Linked DNA regions of Sus scrofa: all the other regions are linked to region 2. A link is a contact called in public HiChIP or PLAC-seq data. All regions are on one chromosome and are shown on one strand. Each heading gives the region's core, a stretch centred on a gene start, on an enhancer-like site or on the middle of the called end of the contact. The rest is flanking DNA. Distances are from core to core; before and after follow the strand shown. Region 1 holds the start of CCDC157 (coiled-coil domain-containing protein 157). Region 2 holds the start of CASTOR1 (GATS-like protein 3). Region 3 holds the start of MTFP1 (mitochondrial fission process protein 1).

What was found. HiChIP or PLAC-seq counts read pairs in DNA pulled down with a chosen protein or histone mark.
Region 1: an H3K27ac HiChIP or PLAC-seq map of skeletal muscle shows a contact between it and region 2. The contact joins the promoter of CCDC157 here to the promoter of CASTOR1 in region 2. A contact is called at or near these places in 1 of 5 promoter capture datasets (liver), 6 of 47 Hi-C or Micro-C datasets (alveolar macrophages, blood, brain and 1 more) and 2 of 2 datasets of contacts at active chromatin or transcription factors (alveolar macrophages and skeletal muscle).
Region 3: a contact with region 2 is called in an H3K27ac HiChIP or PLAC-seq map of alveolar macrophages. The contact joins the promoter of MTFP1 here to the promoter of CASTOR1 in region 2. A contact is called at or near these places in 1 of 5 promoter capture datasets (liver), 6 of 47 Hi-C or Micro-C datasets (alveolar macrophages, heart right ventricle, retroperitoneal adipose tissue and 2 more) and 2 of 2 datasets of contacts at active chromatin or transcription factors (alveolar macrophages and skeletal muscle).

Annotation. Positions count from the first base shown.
Region 1 is chr14:47,332,892-47,337,395 of Sscrofa11.1, forward strand. It overlaps CCDC157 (coiled-coil domain-containing protein 157), which reads left to right and starts at 2,609. Exons shown (of 14, transcript XM_021074347.1): 1 at 2,609-2,741. It overlaps SF3A1 (splicing factor 3A subunit 1), which reads right to left and starts at 2,557. Exons shown (of 16, transcript XM_003483452.4): 1 at 2,334-2,557. The coding sequence starts at 2,396.
Region 2 is chr14:47,264,703-47,269,150 of Sscrofa11.1, forward strand. It overlaps CASTOR1 (GATS-like protein 3), which reads right to left and starts at 2,027. Exons shown (of 7, transcript XM_021072302.1): 1 at 1,743-2,027; 2 at 1,088-1,158. The coding sequence starts at 1,855. TBC1D10A (TBC1 domain family member 10A) reads right to left here. Exons shown (of 9, transcript XM_021072299.1): 9 at 4,385-4,448.
Region 3 is chr14:47,389,043-47,393,926 of Sscrofa11.1, forward strand. MTFP1 (mitochondrial fission process protein 1) reads left to right here and starts at 3,536. Exons shown (of 5, transcript XM_001929262.7): 1 at 3,536-3,800; 2 at 4,564-4,691. The coding sequence starts at 3,734. SEC14L2 (SEC14 like lipid binding 2) reads left to right here. Exons shown (of 10, transcript NM_001198918.1): 10 at 715-845. The coding sequence ends at 845.

The DNA.
Region 1 (4,504 bases), core at 1,359-3,858, 69 kb after region 2:
TTCTTGGCCTCGAGGTCAGTGGGTTAAAGAATCGGGCGTTGCCAAAAGCTGTGACATAGGTTGCAGATATGGCTCGGATCTGGCATGGCTGTGGCTGTGGTGTAGGCCGGGAGCTGCAGTTGTGATTTGACCCCTAGCCTGGGAACCTTTTTATTCTGCAGGTGTGGGCCTAAAAAGACCTAAAAAACAAAAACAAAAACAAAAAACAAAACTGAGGAATGGAGACCTGAACTGGCCCAGAGACATCACTTTAAAAGGAGTGCCAGGGAGTTCCCATTGTGGCTCAATGGAAACAAATCTAACTGGTAACCATGAGGACACAGGTTGGATTACTGGCTTCCTCAGTGGGTTAAGGATCCAGTGTTGCCGTGAGCTGTGGTGTAGGTCACAGATGTGGCTCGGATATGGCACTGTGGTGGCTGTGGCGTAGGCAGGCAGCTACAGCTCCGATTTGACCCATAGCCTGGGAACCTCCATATGCCTCAGGTGTGGCCCTAAAAAGACCAAAAAAAAAAAAAAAAAAAAAAGATAAAAGGAGTGCTAGCACCATCAGCCCTTCTGTGACATGAGCTTGCTGGATCCCCTCTGTTCTATTCCCCTGCCACATATAGGTCAGGCCCTCAACTTTTTTTTTGTCTTTTTTGTCCTTTTTAAAAAGAGCCGCACCCGTGGCATATGGAGGTTCCCAGGCCAGGGGTCCAATCTGAGTTGTTGCTTCCAGTCTATGCCAGAGTCACAGCAACACCAGATCCAAGCCACGTCTGCAACCTACACCAGAGCTCGTGGCAACACCGGATCATTAACCCACTGAGCAAGGCCAGGGATGGAACCAGCAACCTCATGGTTCCTAGTCGGATTGTTTCCGCTGTGCCACGACAGGAACGCCAACATTTTTCGAATAATATGACCAACCTATCCTCCTAGCGATTCTCCACATTACTGTCTACCTGAATTTTGTGAAACACAAATGTCACTATCCAGCTTCCTTTTCTCCCAATAGCCTACTAGAAAAGTTCAAAGCCCCAGAAATACATCTCTTCACCACCAATTTCCCCAATTCTATGCTTTAACCTTTACACCCATCAGAGGTCCCATCAGTTCCTAGCTAGGTATCTTTGCACTTATCTGGTATTACCTTCTTTATTTTTACCAAGTTACTGGGAAAATGTTAGGGATACATAGGTGATTGCACTGATCAGCATAAAATATGTGCTCAATAAATGTTTGGTGAATGAATAAAGAATGGAATTTCCCTTCCCAATCCCCTATATAGTGAATTACCAATTCATCCTTCTAAACACAATTTACCTCTCACTCCCATGGGCTTCATCTATCTTAATCTCTCCTCTATCCCACCAAAGCAATGTTGATCAGAATTAATGTCTCCTTTGCACTTGATACTTATATCACACTGCAATTATCTATACACATCTTTCCTCCTTAGCTGATTAAGATGTTTAAAGGCTGGCTGGAACTGTATCATTTAAGGTGATTGAGGCAATAAACACTTATTGAGTATTCACTTATATCTGTCTCCCCACTAGTTCCCTAAAGCAGGAGTTGTGCTTCATTCATTAAGGTAAAGACAAAGCCTGGTACAGTATCTAGCTTAAAGGAAGCACAAAGGAGATGCTGAGAATTTAACAAAGTGGCACCATGCAGGCTGGGAAATTAAGGATTCCTGTCAAAGGCTTGTGGGGGCCAGTGGGCCCAATTACTGCAGAAGACCAGTGGATGCGCTGGATTAGTGATTCTCAAACTTCAGTGAATCACCTTTGGGTCTTGTTACAATGCAGATTCTGGAGTTCCCATTGTGGCTCAGTGGTTAACGAATCTGACTAGCATACATGAGGACGCATGTTCGATCCCTGGCCCTGCTCAGCGGGTTAAGGATCCAGCGTTGCCTTGAGCTGTGGTAGAGGTTGCAGATGAGGACTGGATCCTGCCTTGCTGTGCCTGTGGTAAAGGCTTGCAGCTACAGGTCCGATTAGACCCCTAGCCTGGGAACGTCCATATGCCACGGGTGCGGCCCTAAAAAGCCAAAAAAAAAAAAATGCAGATTCTGATTTAGAAGAAGTGGAAACTCAGCATTTCTAATAAGCTCCCAGGCGATGCTACACTTTCCACGGACTACACTTTGAAAACCACTGTTCCAAGCAGGCTTGTTTCGCTACTAGAAGGCAGGCGGGAAGCGCGCTGCCTCCTGGGACTTGGAGTTCCTCCAAGCCCTCCTAAACGGCTGCTACTTCCTCCGCGAGTGAGAAGCGCCCGCGCCGGAGGGGAGGGCTCAGGCCTAGGCTCAGTTGCCGGTGGAGATGCGGGGGTGGCTGTACCTGTTTGGGCTCGGTGGCCGCGGGCGGCGGTGGAGGCACCGCCTGCACGGGTCCGGCGGGCATGACGGCGACGCTCAGGGCTGCCAGTCCGCCTGGGCGTAAGTGAGCAGTGAGGCGTCAAAGCGGTTTCCCCGCACGGACTATGACACAAGCCCGCAAGATGGCGGCGGCGACTCGCCTGTCGCCGCCGAGGGGAAGAGGCTGACGTACTTCCGGGCACGCCCATCCCCGTGACGTAATTTCCCGCCCCTCCCCTTACGGGAGCAGCCAGCTCCCGACGCTGTTGCCATGGCAGCGGTCGAGGAACCAGGCTAGGGTTTGCTGAGGCTCCCACAAGCTACAGTCGCTCCGGGGGGGCAGTTCCATGAGCGGAGCAGACACGGGCTGAGGCTGCGACTCCAGAGACTGGTGAGACGTTTTACATTCCCCTTCCGACGTCCTCTCACGCCCCCCACGGCCCTGGCCCCCCTCTCCTTTACCAGAGTATTCCTCTCCCTCTGACCCTCGCTTTCCAAGGCCCCCGCTCCCTCTCTTTGGCCTCCCATTTGGCCAAAACCTCGTCCCCCAGCCTCTTTTTGCTTCAGGCCACCACCTCCTTCCCAAATATCAATCCCTAATTCCCTCTGGTACTATTTCCCTCTGGTCTTGCCTTTTCCAGGTTCCACCCCTGCCTTCCATAGTTAGGCCTTGAAATTCCGTGGACTAGCTCAAATCTGGCCGCCTTCTTTAGGCTCAACCTCTCACGCCCGGAGGTTTGTGCCTGTGAAATCTCTTCCCTCACTCCCCACTCCTCCCTCCGTCACTTCCAATCCCGCCCTTTTCGCTTCCTTTCCTGAGACCCTCTCTTCCCTCTTAACTCTGTAATGTGGCTCTCTCTGAACCCTTGCTTTCAATTTCTTCACCTATGAAATGGGGGAGTGATAGGAAAGGATACCCTCCCAATTCTCCTCCCCGCCTTTCTTCCTTATTTACACACCATAGTTGGTTTATGTCATTGTTATTATTAATGTAGAATGATAATGTTTGCTAGGGCTTTTTGAACATATACCATGGGTCAGACCCTGTGCCCAACACTACATGCATTACATTACATTACATTATTTCTTTCTTTCTTTCTTTTTTTTTTTTTTTTTTTTTTTGTCTTTTTGCCTTTTCTAGGGCCACTCCCATAGCATATGGAGGTTCCCAGGCTAGGGGTCTAATCAGAGCTGTAGCCACTGGCCTACACCAGAGCCACAGCAACGAGGGATCCGAGCCGCGTCTGCAACCTACACCACAGCTCATGGCAACACCAGATTCTTAACCCACTGAGCAAGGCCAGGGATCAAACCTGCAACCTCATGGTTCTTATTCAGATTACTCCTACATTACTTTATTTCTTATAGCAACTTATTTATGGATGAGGACAGTGAGGTTCACATCCTCAATTCACATAGCACAGTACGAATCCAAACCCAGGCCATTCTTACTCCTCTGCAAGTGCAATCAGTTACTTCTTTGTCTACACTGGAATTCCTTCAGTATCTCCTGGGACCCGGGCAGTTAGCAATCCTGAGTCAGACTGACACTGCCACATAAATGGTTTTAGAGTTTCCAAGGGTACACTGGCCAGGAAGTAGGTATGATCTTTACCTGAAGGGTAAGGTCCTAGGGCTCAAGAGACAGAAGGGGCTTGAATGTTGAGTGGGAGTGAAGGAAAGTCTTCTCTCACTTCTCTTCGAGTCAAAAGTCCACCTCGGGCTGAGGGACCTGAGGAGAAGCAGAGTTAACTGCTGCTCTACCTCAAGGTCATGTTGGCTGAATTAGGGCCATCACTTGTATGATTTCAGGAATAGTGCAGGGCTGGCAGCTTCAGGCTGAGGTTTCCACTCAAGACCCAGGAATTAGAAAGCCTATGTCAAATGCTCCCTCACTTGACACACAGCTATGTGATTCTCAAACCATGTTTATATCTGCAAACCCCCACTGTACAAAAAAAATGGCATGGTAACCTCATATGTTTTTTTAGTGTTTTGTTTTCCACTTGTATATTCTTGATGTTTTTTGCTGCTGCTCATCAGAACCGAAATATAACAGGAGCTTGTACCTCAGGGGGCTCCAGATGGCAGCTGTAGTTATTTGAGGGTGAGCAGGTTTTCACAAACAAGCTCCTGAGTTCCAGGTGCTTTGCC
Region 2 (4,448 bases), core at 777-3,276:
TTGCAGACGCGGCTCAGATCCTGAGTTGCTGTGGCTCTGGCGCAGGCTGGTGGCTACAGCTCTGATTAGACCCCTAGCCTGGGAACTTCCATATGCTGCGGGAGTGGCCCTAGAAAAGGTAAAAAATAAAATAATAAAATAAAATTGGAGCTCAAAATTCAGACAGACCTGGGTTTTAATCCCAGCTTCATCATTTACTTTCTGTTGACCTGTGGCAAATGATTTAACTTCTGAGAGCCTGTTTCTCCTACAGAAACTGAGTATGTATGCACTGAGTATCAGAGGCCTTACACCATGTGGTACCACCAGGGGGAGCCAGCAGTCCAAGTTGGCTGGGAGATGCCTTCCTCGTTAGCAGACCCAGACTTTTCCGCAGCATAAATAGGGAAACTAAGTAGCCCTGTAGGGGAGGGAGGGAGCCCCAGCTGGCTGGCCAGAGACTCCAGGCCTGTAAGGATGGGTCAAGCTGGCAGGAGAGAAGCCAGATATCAGCTCCAGGGATCAGGGAGGGACCAGGCTGGTGTCCAGTCCAGCACATGGGCCACAGCCAAGGTGGCTGCTAATCGCCCAAACACAGCTAGGAGGCCCCGTAGGATCCTGCCCTGGGCTGGCTGCCGGCTCCTGCATTCCTTCCCCAACCCTCAGACTCTCGGAGTTCCCAGACCAGTCAGGGAGGGAGTGACCCACACCAGGGAGTGAAGCCCAAGGGGAAATAATGGGGTGGGGGGCAAGAACAGCCACAGAAGCCTGATTCTTGCCCCAGAGCTGTAACTGAGGCCCTGCTGCTGGTCTGTGGCTGCTAAATGCCCTTTACACACTGCCCCATTTATAAAACCCTCATGGGGCCAAATAGATCAGAACCGTAACTATATCCATTTTACATAAAACGAAATAAACAACTCAGAGAGGGGAAGTGACTTGATCAAGGGCACACAGCCAGTGAGTAGTGGAAATGGACTGGAACCCAGATCATCTGCCTTCAGGGCCCCAACTCTTGGTACATTAGATCCTAGCATTCTCTTAGAATCCTGCAAAAAGGGGAGGACAACCTCCTTCCCCTACTCACCCTCCCCAGCCCAGTCCCCACCTTTGAAGCCCTCCTCGTCCACCATGAGCGTGTAATCCTCAGGGGTCTCCGTCAGGCTGAAGAATTTGCACCTGGGTGGGGGCAGGGAGCATCTTCAGCCTGGGTGGGCGGAGGGGGCGGGCAGACACCCCCCACCCCGGCTGGGCGTCTCCCTGCCCCCTCCAGACTCAATTTCCTCCCCAGAACAGTGGGGCGTGGGCCCCATCTCCAGAATTGCGAACCGTTTTCCTCCGCCCAGATCTCTGCAGAAGCCCCTGCCCAGCATTCCAAGAGGAAGGAGAGGCTCACCCAAGGCGGCAGTCCCGGGCGTCCGAGCCCCCTTAGACCAGCCCCTCTGACCCGATGAGAGGCAGCTGGAAAAAGTTCTCCGAAGTTGCCAGGAAGAAATGCCCCCATGTGAAACCACTAGGAGTTAAGCACTGACCATCCCAGGCTGTCTGCGCCTTAACAAGCTCTGTGAGGGGGCCTCACGAGCCGGATAGGCGGCGGTCCCAGGGAGGGTAGGCCCAGGCCGGATGGCGGCGGTGGGGAGCGGGGGGCGGGGAGCGCTCTCCCTGTCTGCTCCCGCTGGCCCCGCGGAGGTCCTAATCTCCCGATCCCATCTCAGAGTGACAGTGCAGCCCACCCCCCTCTGTGCCCGGACCCGGACGCGCACCGGCTTCGGCGGGGCAGGAAGAGCAGCTTGATGAGTGGGTGAGTGTAGAGCCAGAGACCGGGCCGGGCGAGGCTCAGCACCCGCACCCGGTGCTCTAGGATGTGCAGCTCCATCGCGGTCCGCGCGGACCCGACCCCACGGCCAAACAGACCCAGGCCGTGCCGGGGGCGGGGCGGCGGGGGCGGTGCCGGGAGGTGCTTAAAGGAGCCGCTGCGCCGCAGAGTCCTAGCCGCCAGCCACGCCAGCTCCCTGACGGCCACGCCGCGCAGGACTGGGGGCCAATCCAGGGTGGCCACGCCTCCTTGTAACGCTAGAGACTCACTCCGCCCCTTATGGCCCCGCCCCTTCGGCATTGGCTCCGGAATCACCACCTAACCCCACCCCCGTCGCGTCCTCCAGGCCCCGCCCATGCCTCTCCCCCACTCCGGGCTCCGCCCTTTCCGCAGGACTCCCGCAGCTGCTCCGGAGAGCCCGGGGAGGCTTGGGGTCTTTTCTGCACTAAGGGCCTTCTGATTAAGTTCACCAAGGCTTGGGAGGGCCACAAGATGAACCGGGGCTCGGCTGTGACCAGAACACTGCTCCCAAATCCTTGAAACATGGGTGGGTAGGGGTCCACTGTGCAACCTAGGAGACGTTGTTGTTCTGTCCCAATAAAGGGTCCTGGCACCTTTCCCTCTCCTTCCTCTGATGGCTTAGCATGAGGCAGGGCCACCAGAACTGGCTGGGGTGGCAGTGAAAAAAGTTCCACAGCCCAGGATAGCACTGATACAAACCCCTCCAAGCTTTGTGAGCCCTGTGAGTGGGCTAACAAGATGAAACCCAACCTGAACTTGGTGGTCCCCACATCTGTTCCTCTCACCCACCTTTCAGAGTAGAAGGCTCCCCACCAGAATCAAAGATGGGGAGGGCCCCAGCTACCTCTGAGCAATACACTGTAGGGTAGGGAGCTGAAGGTAGTCTGGACTAACATTTGAGGCTTAAGACTTAAGTATTTGGGACAGGAATGCCCAAAGCTCAAACTTTGGGGGGCAGGGCCATGCATCCAGAGCCCAGTGTGTAGTCAGACTTAAAAGCCTACAGTCATTAGAACTTGGGCCTGAGCACATTTAAGCTTGTTTCATGTCCAAGGAGGCCCCCAGATCTGAAGCTTGTTAGTGCCACCTTGGGTTCATTTCAACATTAGGGCTGGGGTCTGCTCAGGCCTCTCAGGTTTGCAAAGACCCCAGTGCTGAGCAGACATCAGCACACCTAGGTTGGTTTCCCAGCAGGATGGGACATGTTCCAGGGGCCCTTGCCTGGCCTGCACATCCTCAGGCCTCAGATCCAAGGCTTTGAACCAAGCAGGTTAAAGCAGGCCTCAGGCCTGATTGGGTCCCAGCAGGCCTGAGCAGGCCTCCTACCTGCTGGGGCGGGCGGGCGTGGGGTGGGGGGTGGCGGCAATTGCACGCAGCTAGTAGTGGGGCAGCACCTTCCCTCCCTGGACTCACCAGTTTGGTGGGTTCTGCTGGAACACTGCAGCCACCACATCCTGGCCAGACCCCTAGAGGGCCAGGGGGTGGGAGGTGTCCTCAGGAGGCTGAGCCCCTCATCTGGTTGACGGCAGGTGTACATGGGGTAGGAAGCCACAGGGGTAAGGGGCAGGAGGTAGGAAGGGTGTGGTTTGCCCTGACAGATTCATGTGACCCTTGACCTCCTCAGGCCTCAGTATCCCCAGCTGTACCAGGACAAGATGTTCCAGGCTGAGGCCCTGAGATGCTTAAAAGCTCCCAGGGAGGCTCTAGTCCTGCCTCCCTGCTCCCCCATTGCCCAGCCCAGCTTGGTGGCCAGCCAAGAACAGTCACTATTGTTTGACTGGAAAAGCTGCTTCCTCAGCAGAAGGGGGGCCTCTCCCAGGGACACCCTGTCCTCACCCTTGCCAGTCATCAGCTATGACACTACTGCCAACTTGGGCCTTCAATGGCAAAGTCAGGAGAGGTAGTTGGGGGCTCTGGGTACAAATCTGGATCAGCTTCATTTTTCCCACTTAGCTCCTGTTTCCTTATCCATAAAAGGGGGACAATAATAAAACCTACCTGATCAGGCATGTGACACAACCAGCCCAGCCTGGCATATGCTACATGGCAGGTAGCCTTTCATCAAAGATACAGATTTGGCCCCACACCCCTTTGCTTTTGATGGAGGCCTGGGATGAGCATGTGAGGGCATTCATGATCCCTCACTCTTGGCACCAGCACCCAACCCAGAATGAATACTCATTACCTTATTGGGGTCCAAAATAGCATCCAGGCTAGACCTTAGAAGAGGAAGACCCTTAAAAGGACCTCCCTAAGGAACCCCTCCCCTTCGGTGATGGGCAGGGATCAAGGCCTGGGGAGCAGGCTCTGCTCTGCCCCAGCACTAGTGACCCTCATCCATGGCAGATGGTGAACATGGGTCAGAGGGGACAGGATAAGAGGATACAGGGGCCAGGAATAGGAGCGGGCCCTAGATTTGGCCTCCCCTCTGGCAAAGGTACTTCCCAGAAAGGCTCTAGTGCTGCACTAGGACCAGGATGGGGCCTCTGCAGGGTATGGAGAAGAATGCTGAGCACAGCGGGGGTCGGGGAACAGACCCCCCTCTCCAGTCCCTAGCTGCACACCAGCTCTCTACACAAGCCTGTTTATTTCTGTACAAAACCATGTTTCTATTTTACACAAAGAGCACCCC
Region 3 (4,884 bases), core at 2,286-4,785, 130 kb after region 2:
GAGAAACTTCTCTAGTCACAAACTATAGAAATGGTCCCTGAAAGTATAGTCTTACTACTACTATATTATTATTATAACAACACTGCTACTACTAATTCTATCCCCCTTTCAAGACCCAGTTTAAGCTCTAGCTTCTTTAAAAAGCCTTTCACATGACATTAGTCTATGGGGCCCCCTCCTTTCAAGCTATTGCAGACTGTCTCTGACACTCATCTGGCCCTTGGCATGTTCTTATATTGTTTTCTCTCCATAAACATCTTTTTATTTTTATTTTATTTTTATTTTTTGGTCTTTTTGCCTTTTCTAGGGCCGCTCCTGCAGCCTATGGAGGTTCCCAGGCTAGGGGTCTAATCGGAGCTGTAGCCGCTGTCCTACACCACAGCCACAGCAACGCCAGATCCGAGCCTTGTCTGCGACCTATACCACAGCTCATGGCAACGCCGGATCCTTAACCCACTGAGGAGGCCAGGGATTGAACCCACAACCTCATGGTTCCTAGTCAGATTCATTAACCACTGAACCACAACAGGAACTCCTCTCTCCATAAACATCTTGTAACACAGCTAGACTAGGTTTCAGAAGGTGAAGGACCATTGGTTATGTCACTTTCATCCTCATTACCTGTCACAGTGCCTTTGCTCCATCAACAAAAAATCGCTGTCACTAAGCTCTGTCAGAATTGCCTGAATGTGTTTGTTTTTTTACCCCTCGCAGATGTCCTACGGTTTGACAACACCTACAGCTTCATTCATGCAAAGAAGGTCAGTTTCACTGTGGAGGTCCTGCTTCCAGACAAAGCCTCAGAAGAGAAGATGAAACAGCTGGGGGAAGCCACCCCAAAGTAATGCCTCCTCCCACAGCAGGCCTGGCTCCCTCAGTGTCTTCTTGTCAGTTTCTATCCCTTGCAGCAGTCATTTTCCCAGCACTCTCATGCCCAAAGAGAAACTGGGCTAGAAAAAAGACCTCAGGGCTGGATCTGGGAAGCCTTCATTTCAGAATTAGGAAGAGGGAGAGTAGCTGGAGTGGCTCTCTTTGCCTCTCAAATTACTAAGGAGTCCCCAAGGGCTGGGCATATGTGATAGCATATGTCTTGTTAGCTATGCCAATTTCACCTGTCCAGTGACAGCTGAGACAAGAAGCAGGGGGCAGGACCATGGGGTGGCAGGGAAGAAATCAGGTAAAAGGGGAAAGATTGAGGCCTAACACTTAGGGAAGCCAGCTGCAGGGTAAGAACTTGCCTCTGGAAGAACATGTAAGTCTAGATCATAGTGAGGAGTAGCAAGGTAGCCGGTTGCTAGTGTTATCTTGGGGGTCTGAGGCTCTTCTGAACTTTGTATCACCAAGGCTGGGATCTTTTGGCTTTTCCCAGGTTTTAGGAGGTGGCCTGAGTCAGCACAGATCTTCCCATTCAGGGACAGACAGGCAGGCCTCACCCTCACCTTGAGGAAATCAGCAACCCCTGGGTCCCACTGGATACATCTTTAATTACTAATGATTGTCAGTGACTCAAGAGCTTCCTGGGACAATAAGCTTTGGTACCCAGCCACTGTCCTCCAATGCAAACAAAGCCCAGGGAAGTTGCCTCCACGGATTCCCAGCTCCGTGAAGGGCCAGGGAGGCTGAGGTGGTCCTGAAGCTTCCACTCGTTTTCAGTGCTGCCAGCCTCTCTAAAATTACCTCTTCCTGTGAGCACCCATACAAAAGCGACAAGTGGGATCAATACAGTAGATCTCAGTGAGGGCATTTCCCATTCTGAGTCTCCCAGGGTGTCCGACCAGAGCAAGGCCTTGCTGGTCCCGTCTCTGGGAGGCCTGCGGTGGGTGCAGTGGGTTCCTGTGCCTGTAGGTGCTGCTGCCCCAGCACGAGGCCAAAGGCCGGGCCAGCACCGGGCAGAGCCAGGGGCTGGGGGCAGCCAGAGAGCCTCGCAGGCCCCCAGCTCCTCCTTCCACAATGACAGGGTGGGGGTGGGGGGAACAGACCTTGCGGCAATCACAGCTCTCCACTCAATCCCACATTCTGCAAACGAACACCAGGCCTTGGATTGCACAGAACCCGAGAAGGCGGTCCCGCCTGGGCCCTCGTGGGCATTCCCTCCCTTCAGAAACCCAGACCCTGGCCCAGCCTGGGGAGAGGTCTGGCGAAGCAGATGGAGGAGGAAGGGGCAAGGCTGGCGCTGACAGGATGGCCCGAGGCCGCGCGGGAGCCCCAGTCAGACTCTTCAGGACATCCTGACCTTGGTTTACAACGCTCTGTTAGGAAAATTAACCCAATGAATAAAGCAATGTTCAGTGCACGGGGAGTAGCAGTCAGTGACCTCCGCCTCGCTCTTCGCGGTCCCTCAGTCAAACCTCCACTTTAGGAGCCCAGCGTTTACCCGCTACTAAGCGGGGCGCATGTGCAAAAACAGCCCGCTGCTTAAGCGCTTTCTCACGGCGCCGGGATGGCCAGCTTGCCTCCTGATTGGCCCAGGCCGCATCTTCCGCCATTTTTGCTGAGGGCACTAAGTGTACTCCTGACTTCCTTTACCGTCAGAGCGGAGGCTCCGCCCCACTCGGGCTTCTCAGGGCAAGCTAACAAGTGCGGGTTTGGCGAGTCCTTGCAGCGCTTGCGGCAGGCCCGGAGTGGGAGGTTGGCTGAGAAGCAACGGTCACGTGGTGTTAGGGACCGTCTCCCAATTCCGCGCGTGCACTGCCAGTATTTCCGGGGCTAGGGATCAGCTTGGGCTCCGAAACAAGCTTCCTGCCAGATCACCAATGAACTGGCTGCCTTATAAGATCCCACCAAAATAGAGACGCCTGAAAACAGGGCCCACAATAGGGAGTCTAGGATATTTATTTGATGATGAGCGCCTCCTGGATACACTGCATCAGCCCTGTGCTTACTGTTTTGGGTTATTGCAAAGACTCAAGGAAACTACAGCCAGAGCGCTTAGTGTACGCTCAGTATGTATTAGCTACTCATTTTTTTACAGACGTGGCTGACAGTTAATAGGCGGCACAACTGGAATTTGAACCCAGGACTGCCTGTCTTTAAAAGCTGTGTCTTTGTTTGCTGATACCCCAAAGGATTCAGAGTTTCACTCGGGTTCTCAACATACACTCCCTCAGTCTCATTTACTGAGCTTACCTTAAGAGCATGGGAACTAGAGCCTCACAGCCTGGAATCAAATGTCGGCTTCACTACTCAGCAGTCGTAGGACCCGGGAAAGTGACCAATTATTTCTATCTCTATTCCTCATCTGTAAAAGGAGGGTGGGGTTTATGCCTGGCTGAGGGGAGGGTTTAAAGAAGTAAGCCATCTGGAGTCTTTAGCCAACAGTCTGGCTGGCACTAAACTCGATAAATGATGAGTGTAATTCATCCTCGAAACTGCCCCAGGAGTAAACCCATCCTGTTTCCTATCTAACAAATAAAGTGACGTGCAGAGAAGTACAGACTCTTGCTCGAGGTCACACAGCTATGAAGCGTAGCATCCGGTATTTGAACCTGCGTCTCTTTGGCTCCAACACTACAGTCAGTGCTGAGAGAGGATCGCGCAACCGTTCAACCCCAGAGAAAACGTGATGAAAATTAATCTGTAAAACCCAAGCTTGGGAGGGGGGCGCCAGTGCGCGAGGGAATTTGCAGACGCTCCCTGCTGGTGGGGACCGCACGACCTGTCCTTCAGTCTGGGACCTTAAGCCGGTCCCGCAGCCGCAGACAGGAGCGCTAGTGGAAGCCGAGGCGGAAGCGTCATGTCTGAGCCGCCCCCGCGGGGGGCCGAGCGCGACCTTTTCCGGGACACGTGGGTGCGGTACTTGGGTGAGCACGGGGCAAGGGGCACGGCGACCCCCACACCACGTGGCTGGGAAGCAGGGGTTCCCAGACGCCGGTCAGGGACATGGCGAACGTGGGAGGGCTGTAGTTCTCATTCAGCCGGGGCAGAGACTGGGCTCAGAGAGGGTTCTGGACTGGCTCAAGATCACACAGCTTGGCCTGTCCAGCCCGGCCCTCACGGTCTCTGCTGGTCTGTCTCCCAGGTGGAAGCTGCAGCCCAAGTAGGTGGATGGGGATGAGTGGGCTGCCCCCTGTGGAATGACTGGACACTGGCTGTAGTCAGGGCACTTGAACTCTCATCTTGGATCAGTCGCTCTGACTAAGCTTGTTTCTTCCTCAGCAAAAAGGGATGAGCACAAGGTCTCTCTCATTGGGTGGTAGTTGTGAGGGTACAATGAGATAAGGTACAGAAAGGCCTGGCACTTAGCGAGTTCCCCGTCAGAGGGGCTGCCTTTAGTCTCTCTCACTGCCTGTCCCCCCAGCCAGCTCACATGCTTCTAGAACCCAGACTATTAAGGCAAGTAGGCTGTGAGAATGGAGACAGTACTCAGCTCTCCCATAAGGAAAGAGTCCAGGTGAGCATCATGGGTGTCATTTTACAGGTGGGGAAACACTCACAGGAGTAAAGTCACTTTGTCTAAGGTCATCCAGCTACTGCTTAGCAGGCTGAGATAAGAACCATCTCCCTCTAGTGCCCTCTTGTGGAACAACCCAACCGCTCAGGAATTAAATATTCCTCCACCACCAGGCTATGCCAATGAGGTAGGGGAGGCCTTCCGCTCCTTGGTGCCAACAGCTGTTGTGTGGCTGAGCTATGGTGTGTCCAGCTCCTATGTGCTGGCTGATGCCATTGACAAAGGCAAGAAGGCAAGAGATGTAAGTGTTAACCTGCCCCTCAACCCCCACCCCAGTCCACTCCCCTTGTGGTCAGTCTACAGCCTTGCATATGGTTAAGTCCCTTGTGGCACAGTCGAGTCCCCACAGCCTGGCCTGGTGCATTCCACACCACAGTCCTGCTTGCAGGATAGGCACCCCACCCCCAACCGTGCAGGTGACATGATCTATACTG